Linked DNA regions of Mus musculus: regions 2, 3, 4, 5, 6 and 7 are each linked to region 1. Evidence: chromatin contacts called from public HiChIP or PLAC-seq and promoter capture Hi-C data. All regions are on one chromosome and are shown on one strand. The core of a region is the stretch at or near the end of the contact, and the rest is flanking DNA. Distances in the headings are between cores, read along the strand shown. Region 1 holds the start of Klhl42 (kelch-like 42). Region 2 has its middle 94 kb from the start of Far2. Region 3 has its middle 40 kb from the start of Gm15762. Region 4 has its middle 67 kb from the start of Far2. Region 5 holds the start of Far2 (fatty acyl CoA reductase 2). Region 6 has its middle 90 kb from the start of Gm15762. Region 7 has its middle 18 kb from the start of Gm15762.

Region 1 (2,854 bases), core at 184-2,683:
CTTCTTCCTAGCAAGCCCTGGGCTCCCTGGGAACTCCGCCAGAGGCGACAGGCCAGCAGCACTAAGCAAGATGCCATCGCCTCTGGCCAGCAAACACCAGGGCAATGAATGAAGGGTGCAGACACCCCCTTTGCACTTACCGCTTCTGGTTCATGGAGGCCACCTGCAGCCACTCGTTGGTGATGGGATTGTAGGAGTGTGCGGCAGAGATCTCCTGGCTGGTGATCCTGTAACCACCCACGATGAAGAGGTAGTTGTCCAAAATGGCTGAGCCGTAGCCCCTGACGTTCACCAGGTCGGGGGGCAGGTTGTTGGCCAGGGGGAACCAGCGCTCCGTGGTCTCCTCGTACCTAAGCATGGACGGGGGTTCCCCCTGATACGGGTGCGGGGCAAGGGGTCCCCCGAGGAAGTCCCCCAGGGCCACCAGGACCGGGGTCCCGCGCATGCGGGCCTCCCTCAGCCTCTGCTTCAGGCTGCAGTCCCCGGGGGCCTGCGGCGGCGACAACAGTAGCGGGAATTGCGGCTGACACAGCACCTGGTGGAAGCGCAGCACCATGAAGCGCAGGCAGGCGTCCTGCAGGTCGGGCAGTCCGTACACCTGCGCCAGGCGGTACAGCTCCAGGCAGTTGCCCAGACGCACGTGCGACAGCAGCAAGCGCAGAAGCGCCGTGACCTGCAGAAAGGACGCGGCCTCCACCATCTCGGACAGCACACTAGCCTCGGCCAGCTCGTCCTCGCTCAGGCCCCAGCCCTCGCGCGCGCCGCCCGCGTTGATGAAGTCCAGCACCAGCCGCAGGCCCGGAGCGCTCAGGCCGCGCAGCTGCTGCACCTCCGGGCCCACCTCGGGCCGCACGGCCTCGCGCATGCCGGAGCGGTAGAGCGCGCGGAAGTAGTCGCTCTGTTCGATCAGCTTGCTCTTGCTCACCGGGTAGCAGCGGTCTTCCAGGCGGATCTGCACCATCTCCTCGGCCGACATGGCTGGGCCGCTGCGCCCCGCCGCTCGGCCGCTCAGGCTCCTCCCCCGGGCGCACAGCCTCCGCCGAGCCCGGCCTGCGCTCTCGCTTCCTTCCTTCCGCCGCCGCGGGCCGCGGGCCCCGGGCTCAGCCCCGCCGGTGCGTCACACGCCCTCCGAGTAAACGGCCTCTCTGATCTTTAATCCATGTGTCTATGTGGGTTCCTCCGCTACAATGCAGGTGCCAGGAAGCCAAAGGCGGCAGATCACCCTGCAGCCTGAGGTAAGGGCGGTTGTGAGCTGCCCTACGCGGAAACGGAGCTCCTGTCCTCCGCAGCAGGAGTGTGCACTCTTAACCACTGTGCATTTCTCCAGCACGGTGTTGTTAGGAAACAAACAAACGCGTCGGTTCGCGGTGCTCGCCCCCTACGCACAAGTCACCGTACTTGATCTTCTGGTGTTTCCCGCAGCCCCACAGTCCCTGTGTGAGTTTTCCTGGGCCAGTCAGTACTGCGAGGTTTTAGATCCGCGGGGTGGTTCCAGAGTGGACTAACGGATTACTAGGGCTAAGCAATTTATTAGAAGAGTTATTAACTCCATGGACAAGACAGACAGATAGGAAGGCAGGCAGTGGCATGGTTCAAACCCCAGCACCAAGACAGCAGAGTCTCTGAGCAGCAAAAAGGGCAGGTGGGTGGAGAGGATGCGGAGATGGGGATGCGGAGATGAAGATGCGTCAGAGCTGTCCCCTCTGGGTAGCACTTGCCCGCTCTCATCCCTATCTACCCCACCACCACCATCCCATCATAGCTGTTAGGAAAGAACATTTTCCTATGTTCCCTGGCGGGACGCTTGGTTAGAAGGCTGGATCCCAAAGGCTGTAATGAAGCGATAGTGTCTGCCCTGGTACCCATGGTGCCCTGCCTTGCATTCCCCAGCATTACTGTGTCCGTCGGCTGCTTCACAGAGAGAGGGCTGTCGGCCATTATATTCTGCAGAATACACACAAAGGTAAGGAACTATGAAGTACAGAAAACATTCTAGCAGGATCCGGCCTTCCCATGGGAAAGAGACACAACACATGGACCTGAGGCTTGCTATGCCTTACTTTCTTGGATACTCTGAGAAACTTGGAACACAGCCCCGTGATTGACAGGCCTGCAATCATTCCTGGCAGGCTTCCGTTCCCCATCTGTCACTCTCAGTGTTTGGGGTATGAGGAGGGTTTCAGGTGAGGGGCCAAGGATTTAGTAGATTCTACAGCAAGGCAAAATGCCACAGCTACCATTAGACATCAGGCTGGGGGCTTCTGGGAGGGCTGACTTAAAAAAGGCTGGACCTGGATCTGTCTGCGCCTCCATCAGCAAGGCAGGATTCAGTGAGTCACCAGAAGAACAGGCTCTTAGTCTCTGGCTCTTTAGAATCTTTACCAATGGAAGCTTTTGTTTCCAGACCAACTGGTATTCTCTTGCCTTTTAAAACAAACCAGAAAGCCAACCTTTGAGAATGATTCTCATTAGAGAGGCAATTCAACCCTGGTCACATTACCACAGTGAGGTCAGCTGGACTGCAATCTGAAGTGGTACCTGACAATACTGGGCACCGCTCCTGCAAGATTTTAACCCCTGGCCATACGATGGGGCATCTTAAAAGATCCAATAACTTCAGTAAACCACACAGTGTTCTAAAAAGCTGGGCATAAAGACAAATACATATAAACTTCTTTGTTACAAAGTATTTAAGCTATAGTAGTATCAAGGCTTCATGAACACGTTGTTTAATGTCATCATTGAGTGGATGAAGCTGTCATTGATCATTAAACACTGACAATTGGTGCTCAGGGTCACAGCCCTAAGGGGCTCACTGCTGTTGCTTTGCTAAATGGATATGCTATCAAGTTAC
Region 2 (2,909 bases), core at 62-2,561, 860 kb before region 1:
TCAGAATTTTGTTTCTAAGCACAAAGAGACTCTGAGCCAGTTCCAGGGGTTTTCCTGCCTCTGTCTCCCCTGCAGGAGAAAGAGAGAACAGGTGTGCTCCACTGAACTTGGACTGCTCTCTCTCCCTCCCTCCCTCCTTCCCTTCCTCCTTTTCTTCCTTCCTTCCTTCCTTCCTTCCTTCCTTCCTTCCTTCCTTCCTTCCTTCCTTCCTTCCTTCCCTTCCTCTTCTCTCTCTTTTTTCTTTTTCCTTTTTTAACATGTGCTGAGAATCTAGCTCAGTCTTCATGTTTATGCTGAGTCATTTCCCAGCCTCACAGTGATTTAATGTTATGAACCACAAAAGTGAGAGACAAACCTCAAGAGTAGAGTAGACAACTCTACTCTTGAGTTGAGTGGGTGTCCCTCCTGGTTCAGGTTCAGGCTCAGGGGTCCGGTTATAAGTCACACACCTACAGGCCAGGTAGTCATTTCCAGTCTAACAAAGAAATGAGAAGAAATGCTGGTCTATAAGTCTTGCTTCTAGTGACAGCAAGCTCCACCAATTTCCATAGCTCTTGGAAGCCCATGGTTTGCCGTTCTTACACATGACCTGGTTCTGCTTGGATGGCATGGGAAGCTAGCTGAATCCATTTCTTGTCTGAGCCACCGTCTCGGCCAAGTGACAGGGTGAAAAGGCCCTTCAGACATGGCCCAGAATCCAAGCAGCTGTCTCTACTGTCTAAGTATTAATGGCTTAGTTCACTCACAGAGGAGAGAGGCATGTAATGCCCAACAAGCTTAGCCTGATCTGGGGTTCAATTTGAGTTAATCGGCACTGCTTCTGGAATATGCCTATGTGGGTTTTTCTCAGTAAGTGCAGTCAGCAAGTCTGAACGGAGCTCTCCTATGCCGACCCACACAGATCAACTTGGACTTTGCGACATTGCATCATCATAAGAGGACTTCAGGGTGCTCTGAGCCAAGTAGAATTGGCTAAATGGTTAACACATGACTTTAGGAAAAAGCATGGGCACTTCTCAGAGGACGATGGGGCTAAAAACACTGTGGCTACCTCATCTCAAAACCTGAGTGAAATTAAGCCCAGAAACCCTTCATTTCTCAATCATAAGTAAGGATAAAAATTATAAGCAGGAACTAGGATTCATGGGAGACAGAGCCACAGAAGAATCTTTTGGCAGCTTACCAGGTCCTCCTGATAGATGTATTTGAATGTAAACATGAGCTTTGAACCCAAGATGTAAAATGGGGCAGAATTGTTGCCAGTTAAATAGAAAGAAGGTAAATCACCGACATTCTTCACACTTCCGTTAGAGGGCATTCTTGCCTCACAGATGCCTGGGTGTGTTTATCACAGAGAGTGTTTTCTTCCAGGTCTGCAGGTCTGCATTATAGGTGGTCTAAACTGGCAGACTCCATGCCAGGCAAGGCACGCAAAGCTGGGGGGGGGCGGATAATGTGACATTTCTTCCTGCTTTCACATACCCAAGGTAATAGAAATCAGCTTGGCTCAAAACTGTGCTCCTGAGCTCCAGTTCTCCACTCTGTCCCCAACCCCACCCCCACCCCCACCCAGACCCCAAACCTTGTGCACTGCACTGCCAGGGACTGCCAGAGCCTTCCCCAGGGAAGCTGAAATCATGAGAGCCGCTTGATTATTCAGGGAGATTTTGTAAATGCAGCCAAGGAACAGGAAGGTGCCTCAAGTCCTGGGGGAGTGAGGGGCTTTCCTCTCCCTGGGCAGTCACCAGGGCCGCACATAGGGAAGAAAGCCAACAGAAAGCCGTGCATCTTTTGTAACTCCAGAATACCCCAGTGCCAGGATGTCTCCCAGGCAGAGGCTTCCCGAACTCTGAGGCCTCCCACAGGCCAGGCTTCTGTGTGTATGTGAGAAAGGAGCATATGTTGAGTCATACACATACCCACCTAAAGGAGAACGCAGAACACCGTGGCTCTAGAGTTGTTTGTAGAGTGCTCAGTTCTAAAGCCTTAGGCATGAGAATTGGTGTGAACCATGGTGTTGATCTCTCCCAAGGCCTGGCATGATGATGCTTGCTGCCACTGCTTCCAAAGTCTGGCATGATGATGCTTGCTGATGCTGCAGTGAGCAGAAATGCCTAAATACTAAGGGAAAGGGAAACACTTTGTGTGCTGACCACAATGTGGTACTGAGGCACAGGTGGGAGAGGATGAGACATGGGACCAGGAAGCTGCCCCTGTTACATAGGCATACAACCATTGGGTCCTAAACACAGAAGAGAGAGTCCCTTGGCCTTTAACACTGGAGGAGTGCAGGGTAGAGCAAGAAACTTGGGAGTTCTCAAGGCTGACTCTCAACTGCCTCAGTCCAGTTCCCCGTGTTTATGCTTGTAAACAGAAAAGCAGATTGACACAACACTGAGGATAACCTCCTCTACCCTTCTCCTCTCACTCTCCAAACACACACACACACACACACACACACACACACACACACACGCACACACACACATGTATACACATACATGCACATATACACACATACACATGTGCACACACATTCACACATATACACAGGAACACACATACATATGTGCACACACATGCACATATATACACATACACACATATACATGCACACACACATACTCATGTGCACACACATTCACACAGATACACATGTACACACATGCACATGTATACACATATATACACATATACATGCACACACATACTCATGTGCACACACATTCACACACATACACATGTACACACATACACATGTGTATACACACATGCACAAACATACACATATATATGCACATACACTGATGTATGTGACAACTTTGGGTGTCATTCCTTGTTTTTGTGATCTTTGTTTTTGAAACAGAGTTTCTCATTGAATCTCACCAACTAGGTTAGGCTGGGCAGTG
Region 3 (2,714 bases), core at 78-2,577, 670 kb before region 1:
TGGAGGCTTTCTGACATCCAAGCTGGCCAAAAGGATGAACTTCTACTCCATTGAGGCTTTGGTTCAAGTCAGGAGAGATGGTGGAAGAAGATGATTGGAATCCCCCCTTAGGCAAATAGGCATCACACACATCTGCACAATATATACACATACATATGTATATAAACACATATACACATGCAGCACATAAATATGACACAACACACACAACACACACATATACACACAACACATACATATAACACACAAGCAACACACACCTACAGCACACAAACCCATACCTATTAATACATATATAAATCACATATAATACGAATACCATATTCACATGACACACAAATGTAACACATAACTACACATACATGCCACATATATACACAGAAACTTTATAATGTGAGGTTTTAAGTGATGACAGGTTTGATTTTCTTTGATTTCATAGAAAGTATCTTTAATGATGAAGTACAGTGCTTGTCCAGGAGCCTGTGTCATTGATCAAAGGCTCTGAGGTTGTCATTCCAAATCCACCTTTTGCTCAGCATCTAAACCCATCTGAACCTCCCATGCTATGCACTCCCCAGGGTCATGTTTGATGCCCTCCAGGGGACAATTGATGGCATGTTATCCATGTGTGTCAAGGCCTGCCTAGCCCTCTTTGGTAGGAAATCTCTCCACTCACAGCCCTCTTCTAAAGGTAAACAGATTGCTAAGCTTCAATGCCATTGTGGTCAGGAAAGTCTGAGGGCTATAGGAAAATGTGTCCCTGGCACACACACAGGGAAACGCTGCTCTGTATTTGAACCACGCAAGATATCATGAAACTCTACAACTGAAAGCAAGATACATCTGTGTAGAGCATACTTGTTCCCAGTTCACTGGGAAGCTCTTATGAGACAAACAGTACTATCTCTCCTCAATTGAAATTATTAAATGTTCTGCCTTGTGGGTTTTTATACTAGCTTAAACATTGTACTAGGAACATAGAATATATCTTTTATCTTTATTACAGACAGTAAGTACTCTGTTAAGTTTTATATCCAAAGAGTGTTTCACTCTTTCTGCCCAATTGTGGTCTTGTTTAATACCAACTTCCCAGGCTCAGCCAACTGAAACCGTGTGTCCTTTGCACTCAAGGACGGCCTTTGAGAGAGATGTACCCCAGCTCTCTTCTGCTGTTATGAAAACTGCCAAGGCAAACACAGCCCAGAAAAATACTAGAGCAATCACAGGAAGGGGCACATCATCTCCTCTCACTGCCCCATTCTCTTGCTGTGACCAAGTCCCCTCCAGTGGGAGGGATCTGGGCAGGGCAGGAAGGAGAGTTCTCAGAGCTGAGTCACCTAGTAACTTGATAAGAAAGTCAGTTGTGACAATTAGGAAAGTCAGCCTTGCAAAGTGGGGTCTTAAGTGACTCATTTGGTTTTTTTTTTCTTTTCATATATATGTGTGTGTGTGTGTGTGTGTGTGTGTGTGTGTGTCCTCCAGGACCTGGATCATAGGGGCTTTTCCTGATACTTCTGTGTGCAGCAGCCCCTTGCTACACTTTCTAATGGGCTGTCCCCTGGCATCTCAACCTCAGTCATCTCTGGATTCTTCTAGGTCCCTACATAGCACAGCAATGTAACACTGAAATCATTTCAGAGGTCAGAAACCCCAAACCAAGTCAGAGACCTTCTCCATCAAAGGCCATAACCACCCTACTCAGCCACACACTAAGGAGGGAAAGCCATTTACTTTTATGGACTATAAGCTTTAATAAATAATAATTGTCATCATCAGTTATGACCATTCATCCAAAGTGGCTTGAACATTAATAAAAATATCCTTGTTTCTCACCGGCTCGCTTCTGGTGCCAGGAAGACCAGTGTGCTCACTCCCTTCCTTTCAATCATAAACGCAGCTTATCTCCTGGGAACAAGACCTTCTCCCAGGCTGTACCTGCACCTCCCATAACCGTAAACATGCAAGTAGATTCGGTGCAGTGGGTGGATATTCCTTCCAAGCTAGTGGAAAATTTGTACGGCCAGTTTTTAGAAACTGGGCAATGAGTACCTGTGAGATCCAGAAATACGTTTCACCACAGTTTTCAAGTGTATGTCTGACCTCCCTAAATAAGCTTTAAGTTCCTTGTGGGAAGATTCATGTCTTAAATGAATCCTACTCTCTGGAATGTCGGATGTAATATGCAAATTTCTCTTCCAGGTGTAATAAGCTATACTACATTGAGTGTCTTTGCATCTGTTAAAATGTGTTACATTCTGTTTGGGCCAGACAATGCAGGTGGGGAGGGTGCGGAGGTGGGGGTAGGAGACAAATGAGCTGCTTCCTCACTTCTCCTTAAGGGCCTGGAAGACGGAGAAACAGGTAGTTGGGGATGATTGATGCCTAGTTTGGGCTAGGTTACAGCAGTACATGGAAGAGGAGTTGAGCTGTAGGTCTGGTTTATGAAGACCTACATAAAAGCTATTATGAAGATAGCTTTTGCAAGATGCTCTGTCAAGCAAGAAGACACTGAGCTGCTATTTTGAGTAGGCAACCCAGTCCTGCATCATGTGTGAACAGATGATCTGGTCTCATGGAAGAGAGGGCAAATCCAGACAGGGTGAGTTGAATGGAGGGAACATGAAGGTGGACTTGCACACTGGGGATCAAAGGTTGAAGGGATCTCTGTTAAAGGGATCCCTGAGGTGTATGCTAACTCTGTCTACATCACAATA
Region 4 (2,791 bases), core at 65-2,564, 890 kb before region 1:
CAAAACTGACTTCTAGAGCAATTGAATGATAGAAAGTCATACACTGAACGACCTGAAAATCTTCCAATCCCAATACCAGCAACTGTCTGTTTTTTCAAAGGAGAGCTCAGATTTGACAAGTATCTGAGTTGTGATTACATTCTAGAAACCTGACTGAAAAGAAAAAAAATGAAGAAAAATAATATTCACTAGAATAGATAGGAAACAAGAATTCTGAGCATTTAACACACAGGAAAGTCTGGTGTCCAGCGATTTTCGTCAGTGATGTTTTCGATTGTGTGACCTCAGTGGCTTACCTCCGTTACTTGTGATTGCTGGTGTTTGCCCCTCTGTTGTAGCAACCGTTCCATCCAGTGATACCCACCAGCTGAGCCAGGTTCTTCATCCTTTGCTCAGAGAGTGGACGACTTAATAAAACTGTGCTGCTTCTACATAATGTTAAACATATGTCATATTTTTTTCCTGATAAGTCATTTGCTCCAGGCAAGGATATTCACAGTTATTTGCTGCTTGTCTCTGGAAATTAACTCAAAACAGAGCCATAACACATGGATAAATCGATCTGTTGACAGCAAAGAGACTACTGACCAAAGAAAAAGGTTTTTCAGTGGCTGTGGGTAACACCAGGCAAGATGATAATGATGATGATGCTGCTGCTGATGATGATGATGATGGAGGAGGAGGTTACAACTGGGTACTAACACAGAGAAGCCACCCTGATAAAGTCATTATGAATAAATGCCTCTAGAACAAGATAGAATTGTTAAAATGAATATAAATGGTGATTTCCATTTGTTTGTTTAGTTTTGAATTGAGATTTCTCTCTGCAGCCTAGGCTGGCCTGGGACTCACTATGTAGCCTAATCTGGAATTATGCTTCTATTTCAGGTGAGAGGCACCACAGCCCAGTTTTCTTCCCTACAAGCAGTCCATTAATCCTGAAAAATTCAAGTTTTAGGTTCCCCACACTTTATGTCAAGAACATGCAGTCTCTTTCTGTATTGATTCTGACCCAGTACTTTCTTACTTACAGACCTAGGAAACCCATGATCTCATAAGCAGAAACAACTCCAGACTGGGAATGAAATCATTGTGAAATTTTCAACCAAAGTCTAAAAATATTGTTGTACTAAGGGGATGCCAGACATAACCTCAGAGGTGTGGGGCTCCTAATTTTCACCCTCTGACACTTCAGGTGTTCCTGAGACTGTGTACAGCTTGGGAGTAGAAACCTGGAAAAAGAGAGTAAGGGAGAGATGTTCTAGAAGCCTTCCAGAAATCACTGCCACCCCAGCAATTAGAACCTCCAGTCACAACATTTTCCACTGAATCTTATCCCAAAATCTATCCCACAGATAGGACAAGTCTTGAAGCTGTGACGCCTTTGCTTCGGCTGAGGTTCTACTCAGATCTGTGAAGCTGTCTAATTACACCTGTGGAACCCTGACTCCTTGCTTGCTGGAGACCGGGTTGCTGATCTAGAGAATGAGATCTCTTCTGTCAAGGTATCAGTATATTGTCCAAGTCTTTGCTTCTGAAATAGCCTGAAATAATTTTGTAGGCAAACTCCATAGACATTATTATATTTTATTATAGTAGAAAGAACCACAAGACATTAGTCACAGCTAGCTGCATTCCTATGTCATGAAAGCATGTATTACTTATGTGTCTGCACTAAAGAGCAGTTCCATTTCCCCATCTTTCCCAAGAACAGCAAATCTTCCTGTCCTTACACTATCATCTATCCAGTGCCACAAGGATGCTCTGGGCCAGGGTTCTTCAGAAGTCCCTGGTTTGAACCTTCTGGGGCTTTGTGTGCCTTTCATCCGCACTTTATTGGCAGCCTAAAATTTCAGTATGGAGGTCTGTGAACCAGGAGAGACCCACCAGACCCACCAAAGCTCATATTTCTGTGAGACTCATGTTGAAAACACTCTCATCACAGTGTTCTTGGGTAGCCTTGAATAAGATGGTCAAGCCCATAGTGGACAGAAAACAAACCATTCACTTTTGGTATGTTTAATTATTTTTATTTTTTCTAAAGCAAGACCACACTAAGTTCCTGGCTGTCCTGGAACTTGCTCTATAGACTGGGCTAGCCTCAAACTCTCAAAGACCTATCTGCCTCTGCCTCTTGAGTGGTGGGATTAAGGGTGTGTACCACTGTTCTTGGAAGTGAGTAATTCTATGCCTCTTGAAATGTCTTATTGTGTGATAAATGTTAATAATGTTGAATAATCTAAAAAACACAGAAATTACTAAGTTTGTGACAGCTCTGAAGTAGAAACTTGGGAAATATTTCAGATGATTATAAGAATCCCGAAAATGAGGCATAAAGCTGTCTGGCTCCCAGTATCTTCAGATATAATAATTCACGTGCTGATTTGGTTAGTGTTTTGCATCCACATCATAGATATGCATTTGCATTTCATTTACATGTTGGCTTATTCTTAGTTTGTATTTGGTGGTTCATTTTCTATCTTATGAGTGGGTTTCCAGGTGTTAAGAGAAATGTCTCAGCTTTCACTTTGTTTCATTTCATAGTTATTTTGAAGCTGCTAGAGAGTAGGAATCAGATGAATAGAACCTTACATTTCTAGTTTTCTAAGCGGAGGTTTATTGTTTAAGTGGAGCAAGGAGGGGTGAGGGGAGGGATGCTGGCATTCTCTCAAGGCTCTCTTACTAGGTGTTGCTCAAGATCAGAGTCCCTCATGGAGACAGCCAACCTGCTTGTAAGGCTCTCCTGATACAGAGGTGGAATCTTTTAGGATGTGCTCTGGGCTCAAACAAC
Region 5 (2,935 bases), core at 250-2,749, 960 kb before region 1:
CTTCAGAAGCTGGATCATATTTTGTTTCCTTGGGGGAGTTCACCATCACCAATCCTCCCCTGATGGTGTTGATGCTGACCAGCACACTGTGACCTGCTTCTCTCTGACAGACAATTGTAGCCTAATATTACCATTTGGAGTGATGGGGGCGGGGGGGAATCCCTTGAGATAGGAGTGGAAGATGCCCTTAGAATAAAGGAAATAAAGAGTAAGACACAGGTCTTTAGAAACACTATGAACGAAATCACTGTCCTTGAAGTTTGGTCAGGAGAAACCTCTTGGTTATCTCTAGACACTGCCAAAGTCCAAGATGTGAAGTTTGCTGAAATGAATACCTGTGCAGTTTATAAGACGCCTTAAAATTTATTTAATCTCTTTGCCCTATTTTATGACTTAGAATAACTATGACCCCAAGTCAACTCTCCAGATCACATAGATGGAGAAGCAGAGAGACAAACTGTGGGGCTACAGGCTGAGTCTTACACTTCCATTTGCAATGTCAAACTCTGGAGACGGCCACAAACAAGCAGAAGCACACAACCCTATTGAGTTTCCTGCTCACTTGGTTCCTTGCTCACAAACGATGGAGCATTCACTCGGCATGACTCAAAAGGTAGCCAGAGTCTTACAGATAAAGAGATAATAATCACGATAGCTCAACAGTAGGTAAATAATGTATGGAACAAAAAGTGTTCATTATCTTACCCCAAAAGGAGACAGGAAGGAGACTGGGGTCAGGAGCCTGACAGGGGCAAGGCATTCTTAGGATGGGCATAAATTATACTGACTGCAATCTCACCCCCAGAGGTGTGTGAACAGCCTTCCTTAAGCCACCTGTCCTAGCTGGAGGCCCTGACACCTACCCCTCTTGTTCTCTTCATGATGCCCAAGTCACTGGAGGAAGTCAGAAACTTCTGATCAGGGACAGACCTATTTGGTCACTGAAGCCTACTTCACCCTGGGGTTTATGACCCTGAAGAATCTCTAAGTAAGGGTCTGGATACTCACAGCCTGAGGTGAGCTAGTGGGTAAGGGAGGACATGAAAAGGGAGCATTGTACATGTGGCCTGGAAATATATGCTGTCTCTAGGAGTAGCTCCTGAACTAGGAAGGCTTGGGTGGGACCAGCCAGATACCCCTGTACCTTGGTCCCCAGTTACTACTGAGAGGTTCCCATGTTCACCTTGCTCAGCCCTTCCCAGTTTTCCAATGGCTGTGCATCTCACCTAGCAGACTCAGAGATACCTAGAGCCTACAGGACTCTGGAGGACTGTGAGTGGCCAGGGACGCGAGGCAGGGCCACCGCTTTTCTCCTAGTGCCTGCCTGCTTTACAGCCACAGTCCTCAGGTCCCCCTAGCCTAACCTTCTGGCCTCCCCGCCCCGCTCTCTTCCTTGTGGTACCTGCTGCTTCAGTGCGGTTGACTTGCCGGCTGGTGGTCACGGTCCTCCCGGAGATGAAGGAGGCACTCGAGCTTTTCTGAACCGCGCCTCTGCTCTCCCGGCTCCCAAACGTGACTCTCTATATATCCGGCTCAGAAACTGGGTGTGGGGCGGGAGGAGCGCACCCTCCCTCCGACCTTCCTGGTCGCTGCTGGGCGCCCAGCCGAGGCCTCTGCCAGGGCGGGAGGAGTGCCGGGGCCTCGGACGCACAGGCCCCGAGGATGGCATCGCCTGGGCTTCGGGTGTGTTCCCCCTTGGTGTGCATTGTTGGGTGAGGGGAAAGTTAGCTGGGATGGCGCCCTGTCTGGAAAAGCAAAGGAAGGAGGGAGGGGAAGAGAGAGAAAGAGTCTGATTTGATTCATTGCAGGAGCGATCACTTCCTATTGCACTGGCAAAATGCACTCCAGATCCCATTTATCCATCTCTTCCGCACCACACGCCAGGTGGATGGAAGCTGCAGAGGAGCTCGGCAGGGATGCGCCAGCTCAAGGGCTTTTAAACAGTCAAGGGGTGGCAGGTGTGTGTTTTGGGGGGATGGGAGGGGGCAGGCAACAGGGAGGTTTGAGGTGTGGAGAGCAGAAACCTGATTCTTGCTATCTGATGCGCAGAGACCATGGATGCTAGGGGAGAAACAGGCAGAGGAAATCTCTGGGACTTCCCCAGGAAACGCTTTCTTTCATCTCTTGGTAGCTTTAACAATTTTATTTTATTTATATTTAGTTATTGGTAAATTTTAGACAGAAACCCTCCAGCTGCCAGGAAGTCATAGAATGATGGACCGCGGGAGAGCAAATTTCCCCCCAACCAGAGAGGAAACCTGGCCAACGCCCACCTCAGTTCTCTGCACAATGTGGAAGATAGTCTTCCAAATTTATAGTCAGTTAAGGAAAGTGGGAAGGAATATGGCCCCAAAATTATTCTGAATCTCATTATGACAGGTGATATGCACACAAAAACACCAACTTTGAATCGTGAAAAGTTGAAATTAATGAAACAAGGAACTCCATCCATTAAAAAATCTCACACTTCTCTTGAATTTGCTGATTCTGGACTCTGTTTAATTAAGTATGTTAAGGGAAGTGTAAACCAGAGATAGTCTTACATAGGTGGCTATGTAAAAGCAAGAGAAGAGAACAGGACTTGACAAACATGCAGTTACACACACACACACTCCACTGGAGAAAATATCTGAATGTGTCCTCAGACCCAAATTCTGTGAGTATACTTGAAATGATCCAGGAAAATGATGGTAACAAGATATAGAAATCTTTCACTTGCAACCCCAGCTCTTCAGTATGCTAGGCCAAGAGGGTGGCAAGTTCAAGGCCTCCCTGGGGGCTACCTGGAAAGTTCAAGAGCAGCTTGGTTAAAAATATGAAGATCCCAACTCAAAAATTAAAAATAGGGCTGAGAATGTAGTTCTGGGGTGGACGATACTCTTGCCTACCACAATGAGGCCCCAGATTCAACCCTGAATGTTGCAAAATAAAACAT
Region 6 (2,869 bases), core at 229-2,728, 720 kb before region 1:
CTTGGAAATCAGAAGAAAAGTTACAGATGATTTTGAGCCACCACGTGGGTGCTGGAGAATCGTGATTGATATCAAACCTTGGATTTGTCAGAAAGGCCAAACCCATGCTACCCAGGTTCCTTTTCCTCACCACATGCATTTTCCACTGAATCTCCAAGGTGAAACATTTCCTATATTAGCTTGCTGCCGTCACCTTAAACTTGGACAGTCAGGCATTTTATCACCCAGTAAGACAAAACTTCTGTGGAGGAATGAAACAGAACTTTCCTCCGGAAAATACTGAAAAACTGAGTCGATAGGATGTTGGGGGAAACATGAGAATTCTTATACACATCTGCAGTTCTGAAAATAAAACCTCCCCCTCTTGGTAATGTGTTTGTGGAAATATTCAGCACATAACTGGTGTCAAAGGCTCAATAATCTAGGTGGGGTGGCTCATAGCATCCTGGTACCTAGGAGCCAGAGGCATGAGGATTGCTGCAGATTTGAGGCCAGCCTCAGCTACAAGGTTGTCAATAAAGCTGCAAAGCAAGAATTCCTCTAATAAAACAAACAAACAAACATAAGATATATGGTGTATAAGTAAATAAAAGCAGTCACAAAAATGAATGAATCAGTCATTGAAATGGGGAAAGAAGGTCCTGCCACACAGTAATTTTTCTAGAATGAAAACTACAGATAATGAAGATTAATTAGAGTTGAGTACATTCTGTGTGAGGTGTCTCTGTTCCACAGTAGCTTACAAGTTGATAAAGCATATGGGATCAACTGAGAAGAACCCAGAATTGTTGAGCAGCCTTAGCCATTTCCACAGAGGTTCCAAACATAGCTCTCTATATTGACAAAGACAGTTTCAACCATAAATCCCTAGTTTTCCAAGTACCACACTAGACCACAAACACGCCATTGGACACTGGGAAGGTGGATCTTTATTGTCAGCCTGAATGGATTTGGGATTACCTAGGAGGCACATGTTTTAGTGTGTGTAGGGTCTTTCCATGGGGGTTTCATTGAGGAGGAAGACCTGTTCTGAGTGTAGATGGCACCATCCCTGAGGTTGGAATCTTGCACTGAATAAAAATGAGAAAAATTAGAAAGCTGAATGAGCTGTAGCCTTCACCACTCTTTCCTAGATACCACGTGAGTAGCTAATTCATGCTCCAAAAGCCATGCCTTCCCTATCATGATGGGCTCTATCATTAAACCATGATCACAAAAAAAAAACCCTCTTCTTTTAAGTTGCTTCTTGTTGTGTATTTGGTCACAGCAGTAAGAAAGGTGAGCAGTGGTATATCATGTACTTTTCCCATTAACTAGCTAGGGGAAAGGCAGGACAAGGCTGGAATAGACCTGGCAATCCAGGAGATGCACGCTTAGCTCCAGATAAAAGCAGACAGAAACTCCATTCAACACCCCAGAGAGCAACTTTGCCTTTGCCTTGCCAGTAGGGGTAGCTGCTGAGCTGCTGGAACAGAGAGGTGCTTCCCATTCTGGTGGAAGATTCAAGACCTGCCACACTGCTTTCAGTTTGTCTCCAGGTAAAAGGCCACAGAAGGGCCCCCCTCCATTGCATTGCCACACCCAATCTGCTTCTCTCACACTCTCTTCCTTCTTACAGAACCTTCCTTCTTCCCCAATCCTCAAAGCCTAGAGCAGGTATGACTTTCCCTCACCAGCCAGCCCAGGACATGAACCTGGAACAAATCTTCCTCCAGCCAACATGTCATACCTTTCATCTAAGAACGTACATCTATCTATCTATCTATCTATCTATCTATCTATCTATCTATCTATCTATCTATCTATCTATCTATTTATCTATCATCTATCTACTATCAATCTGTCACCTACTTATCAACTATCTACCTATCATCTATCTATCAGTCCATCTATCACCTATTTATCTTCTACCTACCTATAATCTATCCATAATCTGTCTATTATCTATCTAGCATCTATCAATCATCACCTGTCAATCATACGTCTGTCTATCTACTATCTATCTATCTATCTATCTATCTATCTATCTATCCTAGTTTCACTGAGTTACAATTATTTTTTACTGGTAGATCTATTATATCTCACTTGTCTATCATCCAGATGTCTATTCCTCATCTGTCTGTCTATCTACATCATTCTCACTGAGCTATAATCTTTCTCTATGAAATATAAGGTTCTCGGGGATAAATTCACCTTTGGCTGTCAGAACCTGATACAAGTCCTGCTACATAGACACCTGGGTTAGGGAGATGAATACCAGCAGAGAGTCATATTTAAGGTTGCTCTGTGTGGTGCTGTGTCAGTTCAAAGATGATAGGATTTTTAGGTCTAATCCTCCATCCAGTGAGTAAGAAATTGCTCTGCGAGAAAATCTATTACTAAGGTGAACTGGCTGATTTCAGACTGAGATAGCTTCCAGATGAAGACAGTGTCTTCCTTGTTCACAGGATAAAAGAGGCAGGGAATTGAACAGTTAGTATCACTGGAAACATGTCTCAAGTGGACTGTCTGGTGCTTCTTTTGTCTGGGGCTAATGATAGTTGTCATCTTGAGTAAAGGACCCTATTCTGAGCCAGTGGGTACCTGAGCTAATTTTGCTGGCAGGCTAATCACAATGTGGATTAAGGGTTATCCCTGACTTCCTTTATTCTTTTATAACAAACTAAAGTCATCAAGAGGCAAAGAAAGGGGCAGGAAGGGAAAAGGAGAGGGAGAGGGAGAAAGGGAAGAGCAGGGAAAGGGAGGGAGAGAGGGGAAAGAGAAAGAGGAGAGAGGAGAGGAAGAATTCTGATAACAAGGGGAGTTTCAACAGCAGAACTTAGACGTTAGGTCTGCTTTATGCTAAGTGTGAAATGGCATGAGCTAGCTC
Region 7 (2,700 bases), core at 136-2,635, 650 kb before region 1:
AGCAGAGAGTTATGGTAACATTGCCATGGCAGTGGGAACAGACACAGATAGGATTAGCAAATCAACTCTGACGGCTCTGCACGGAACTCTTTTCGCATCGCATTTCAGACCTGGATCCATTTTGCTGTGTATAAAGATTATATTGAGGCAGATTTTATATATCATATCATTTTTCATGCATTGATGATTTTAGTATGTCTTGGGAACGTAAGAGCTCCTTTATATGACAGCCATATGGTACTATCCTATCTGACCAGTGCAGTAAAGCACCATCTTTAATATCATCAAACACTCATTGTTCCAGGGTCTCTTATTCTCTTTTGAACGTTGTTCTATGATTATTTGTCTTAGAGTCACTATTGTTGTGATGAAACACTATGACCAAAAACAACTTGGAGAGGAAAAGGTTTATTTGCCTTTCATACCCTGAGTCACAGTCCATTAAGGAAAGCCAAGGCAAGAACTCAGCCATGCAGAAGCGAATGGCAGGAGCCAATGCAGAGACCATGGAGGAGTGCTGCTTACTGGCTTGCTCTTCATGGATAACTCATCCTGCCTTCTCATAGAACCCGGGACCACCAGCCCAGGGGTGGCACCATCCACAATGGGGTAGGCCCTCCCCCATCAATCACTAATTAAGAAAATGTCCTACAGTCTTGCCTCTAGCTTGATCTTACGAAGGTACTGTCTCATTTGAGGTTCCCTCCCCTCAAATGACTCTACCCTCTGTCAATCTGATATGAAACTAGCATGCACATTAGTTGCTGCTTTGAATAAAAATCTCAATGAGGTCACCTAGGAGCCTGGGCCAGGACAGGCCTTTATATCATAATGAACCTCCCCCCCCCCCCATGATGTTTAATTCTAGTGAATCAGTGCCAGGCTGTGAGTCTTGATAGCCAAAGCAACCACCCAGTGAGATGATACAAAAATTGGAATTTTGGGACCGTTTTCTAGGATTGCACTGCTGTGCTCACATGTATTTACTAGTCTCTGCATTGTCCACATTATCGAGAGGGCTTGAGGTTCTGTGCATAGCCTAGCCTCGGTGACCTTTGAACTTCTGGCAACATCCCAGGCCTGCCAGTCAGTGCTGGCCACTGGACTCTGCTTTCAAGGACCTTCTGAACCTCCGTTAGTGTCATCTTCCCAGCCTGCCACATCTGAAGGACTTCACAAGAGATGTGTCATTGGGGTAGACAACTAAAATGTGGGTTCTGTCTTCAAAGAACTCTACTCATAATCAATAATTTAGATAATTTAGAAGTGCTGGAGTTCACAGTGATGGGCCTCAAATGAAGCAGAGAGCTTTCTACCATGGCTTGCATGAATGCTGGCTAATACCTCTCTGGTTTCTCTGCCACAGTGCATCCTGGCATCTTGCCCACATTCTTATCAGCATGAAAAGCCACCACTGTGATAACTTAACAAACCAAGAGTACACAGCTCAGTCCAGTGTCTTGTTTTGTTTCCATAAGGATGGAATATGTTTGTGAACCAAAGCACACCAATGTCCAAGTGTGCTTTGTGAATTTAAAATATGCATCCTGATAATGCTACATACAAAACCAACACTCCGTATAGAAAATTTTCTGTATAAAAGAAGTGGAGGTCATCGTGGAAACCAAACAGAACCATGAGTTGTGAGTTAAGCGTGAATAATAGGTGTCACCATGATTGGTAAAAATAACTATTTTATTTACAGAACATTTAGTGCTTATATCTACAGAACACACTGATCCTGGATTTTTTTTCTAGGTCTTTCTCATGTTATTTCATCCAAATAGCAACTCTATGAGATTTCTGACATCATTTTAAACATGTAGAGACTTATCCAATTGTACCATGATTGAGGTTAGCACACCAAGAACGCAAGGACTCTGATCCTGAGCCCACCTCCCTAGGGGTCAATTATGTTTCCTTGAAACAAAACTTAGAAATTAAAAAACATGTAAGATTAAAATGTATATACTTTAAACTCCAAAGTATAACCAGTGACATAACTTTAGTATTTCTACTTTGTAAGTTATGTCAAAAGAGTAAACAGCCACTGCTTTCCTGACAGCAACGCAAAGGCAACAATTGGGGAAACTGAATTCTTGTTTGAGAAAATTATGTGGACGGATGAAGATGTATTTCAGTCAGCAGAGGGCTCTAACTCATCACCCCCAATGGCAAATAAATAGAAACAATTTTGTTAGGAAACAATATTACCAATGAAGCAAGTGATGGTAACAATATCAACCTTTAAGCTCAAATGGCATTTGCCTGGCATCAAGTACTGGTTCAGACTCTAAGCTGGGATGAGCCAGGCATAGTGGAGCACACCTGGAATCCAAGCACTCATGAGGTGAAGGCAGGAGGATGAGAAGTAAAAGGGCATCCTTGGCTACATAAGGAATCTGAGGCCAACCTGAGCTACTACAACTGACATTTCTAATGTTCATATACACACAATATGTTGATGTCTAATATTAATTATATATAGTATCTATATTATACAAGTGTGAGAACTTGAGTTCAGATCTCCAACACTCATGTAAAAAGCCAGTGTAGACAAAGATCCCTGTAATCCCAAAGCTGGAGGTGGAGACAGAGACTCTGATGCTGACTGGCTGCCAGGGTACATGAGGAATAAGGTAGAGAGCAATATAATAAGACACCTTGTTGTGTTAAATCTCTCCAACCCAGATATACCCT

The links. Promoter capture Hi-C pulls out the DNA fragments that hold promoters and counts their contacts. HiChIP or PLAC-seq counts read pairs in DNA pulled down with a chosen protein or histone mark.
Region 2: a promoter capture Hi-C map of liver shows a contact between it and region 1, with 6 times the contacts expected there. The contact joins the enhancer-like site here to the promoter of Klhl42 in region 1. A contact is called at or near these places in 17 of 39 promoter capture datasets (the 3T3-L1 cell line, 3T3-L1-derived adipocytes, the HPC-7 cell line and 10 more), 6 of 484 Hi-C or Micro-C datasets (Sertoli cells, adipose-derived mesenchymal stem cells, beige adipocytes and 3 more), 16 of 115 datasets of contacts at active chromatin or transcription factors (the NIH/3T3 cell line, T-cell acute lymphoblastic leukemia, astrocytes and 11 more) and 1 of 9 other capture datasets (embryonic stem cells).
Region 3: a contact with region 1 is called in an H3K27ac HiChIP or PLAC-seq map of the NIH/3T3 cell line, with 7 times the contacts expected there. The contact joins the enhancer-like site here to the promoter of Klhl42 in region 1. A contact is called at or near these places in 7 of 39 promoter capture datasets (the 3T3-L1 cell line, 3T3-L1-derived adipocytes, cranial neural crest and 2 more), 3 of 115 datasets of contacts at active chromatin or transcription factors (the NIH/3T3 cell line, embryonic forebrain and forebrain) and 1 of 9 other capture datasets (embryonic stem cells).
Region 4: a contact with region 1 is called in an H3K27ac HiChIP or PLAC-seq map of embryonic fibroblasts, with 11 times the contacts expected there. The contact joins the enhancer-like site here to the promoter of Klhl42 in region 1. A contact is called at or near these places in 3 of 39 promoter capture datasets (cranial neural crest, maxillary cranial neural crest and second pharyngeal arch cranial neural crest) and 4 of 115 datasets of contacts at active chromatin or transcription factors (the NIH/3T3 cell line, astrocytes, embryonic fibroblasts and 1 more).
Region 5: a contact with region 1 is called in a promoter capture Hi-C map of second pharyngeal arch cranial neural crest. The contact joins the promoter of Far2 here to the promoter of Klhl42 in region 1. A contact is called at or near these places in 13 of 39 promoter capture datasets (the 3T3-L1 cell line, 3T3-L1-derived adipocytes, cranial neural crest and 7 more), 4 of 115 datasets of contacts at active chromatin or transcription factors (T-cell acute lymphoblastic leukemia, embryonic forebrain, embryonic stem cells and 1 more) and 1 of 9 other capture datasets (embryonic stem cells).
Region 6: a contact with region 1 is called in a promoter capture Hi-C map of the 3T3-L1 cell line, with 10 times the contacts expected there. The contact joins the enhancer-like site here to the promoter of Klhl42 in region 1. A contact is called at or near these places in 13 of 39 promoter capture datasets (the 3T3-L1 cell line, 3T3-L1-derived adipocytes, the HPC-7 cell line and 9 more), 1 of 15 datasets of contacts at CTCF or cohesin (the NIH/3T3 cell line), 2 of 484 Hi-C or Micro-C datasets (differentiating embryonic stem cells and embryonic fibroblasts), 15 of 115 datasets of contacts at active chromatin or transcription factors (the NIH/3T3 cell line, T-cell acute lymphoblastic leukemia, astrocytes and 10 more) and 1 of 9 other capture datasets (embryonic stem cells).
Region 7: a FOXA1 HiChIP or PLAC-seq map of pancreatic cancer cells shows a contact between it and region 1. The contact joins the enhancer-like site here to the promoter of Klhl42 in region 1. A contact is called at or near these places in 5 of 39 promoter capture datasets (the 3T3-L1 cell line, 3T3-L1-derived adipocytes, cranial neural crest and 1 more), 6 of 115 datasets of contacts at active chromatin or transcription factors (astrocytes, embryonic forebrain, forebrain and 2 more) and 1 of 9 other capture datasets (embryonic stem cells).

What each region holds. Positions count from the first base shown.
Region 1 is chr6:147,089,654-147,092,507 of GRCm38.p6, reverse strand. It overlaps Klhl42 (kelch-like 42), which reads right to left and starts at 1,433. Exons shown (of 3, transcript NM_001081237.1): 1 at 141-1,433. The coding sequence starts at 976.
Region 2 is chr6:147,951,888-147,954,796 of GRCm38.p6, reverse strand. No RefSeq gene overlaps it. Among named protein-coding and RNA genes, the nearest start is that of Far2, 94 kb to the left of the region's middle. Within about 2 kb of position 1,311, at least 40 of the 459 cell types and tissues checked have an H3K27ac peak or open chromatin away from gene starts, as enhancers often do. A contact at or near this core is called in 3T3-L1-derived adipocytes, beige adipocytes, hippocampal neurons and 2 more, where this site is marked.
Region 3 is chr6:147,758,889-147,761,602 of GRCm38.p6, reverse strand. No RefSeq gene overlaps it. Among named protein-coding and RNA genes, the nearest start is that of Gm15762, 40 kb to the right of the region's middle. Within about 2 kb of position 1,327, at least 44 of the 459 cell types and tissues checked have an H3K27ac peak or open chromatin away from gene starts, as enhancers often do. A contact at or near this core is called in the NIH/3T3 cell line, where this site is marked.
Region 4 is chr6:147,979,209-147,981,999 of GRCm38.p6, reverse strand. No RefSeq gene overlaps it. Among named protein-coding and RNA genes, the nearest start is that of Far2, 67 kb to the left of the region's middle. Within about 2 kb of position 1,314, at least 16 of the 459 cell types and tissues checked have an H3K27ac peak or open chromatin away from gene starts, as enhancers often do. A contact at or near this core is called in embryonic fibroblasts, where this site is marked.
Region 5 is chr6:148,045,980-148,048,914 of GRCm38.p6, reverse strand. Far2 (fatty acyl CoA reductase 2) reads right to left here and starts at 1,499. Exons shown (of 12, transcript NM_001347516.1): 1 at 1,403-1,499.
Region 6 is chr6:147,809,505-147,812,373 of GRCm38.p6, reverse strand. No RefSeq gene overlaps it. Among named protein-coding and RNA genes, the nearest start is that of Gm15762, 90 kb to the right of the region's middle. Within about 2 kb of position 1,478, at least 7 of the 459 cell types and tissues checked have an H3K27ac peak or open chromatin away from gene starts, as enhancers often do.
Region 7 is chr6:147,737,521-147,740,220 of GRCm38.p6, reverse strand. No RefSeq gene overlaps it. Among named protein-coding and RNA genes, the nearest start is that of Gm15762, 18 kb to the right of the region's middle. Within about 2 kb of position 1,385, at least 7 of the 459 cell types and tissues checked have an H3K27ac peak or open chromatin away from gene starts, as enhancers often do. A contact at or near this core is called in pancreatic cancer cells, where this site is marked.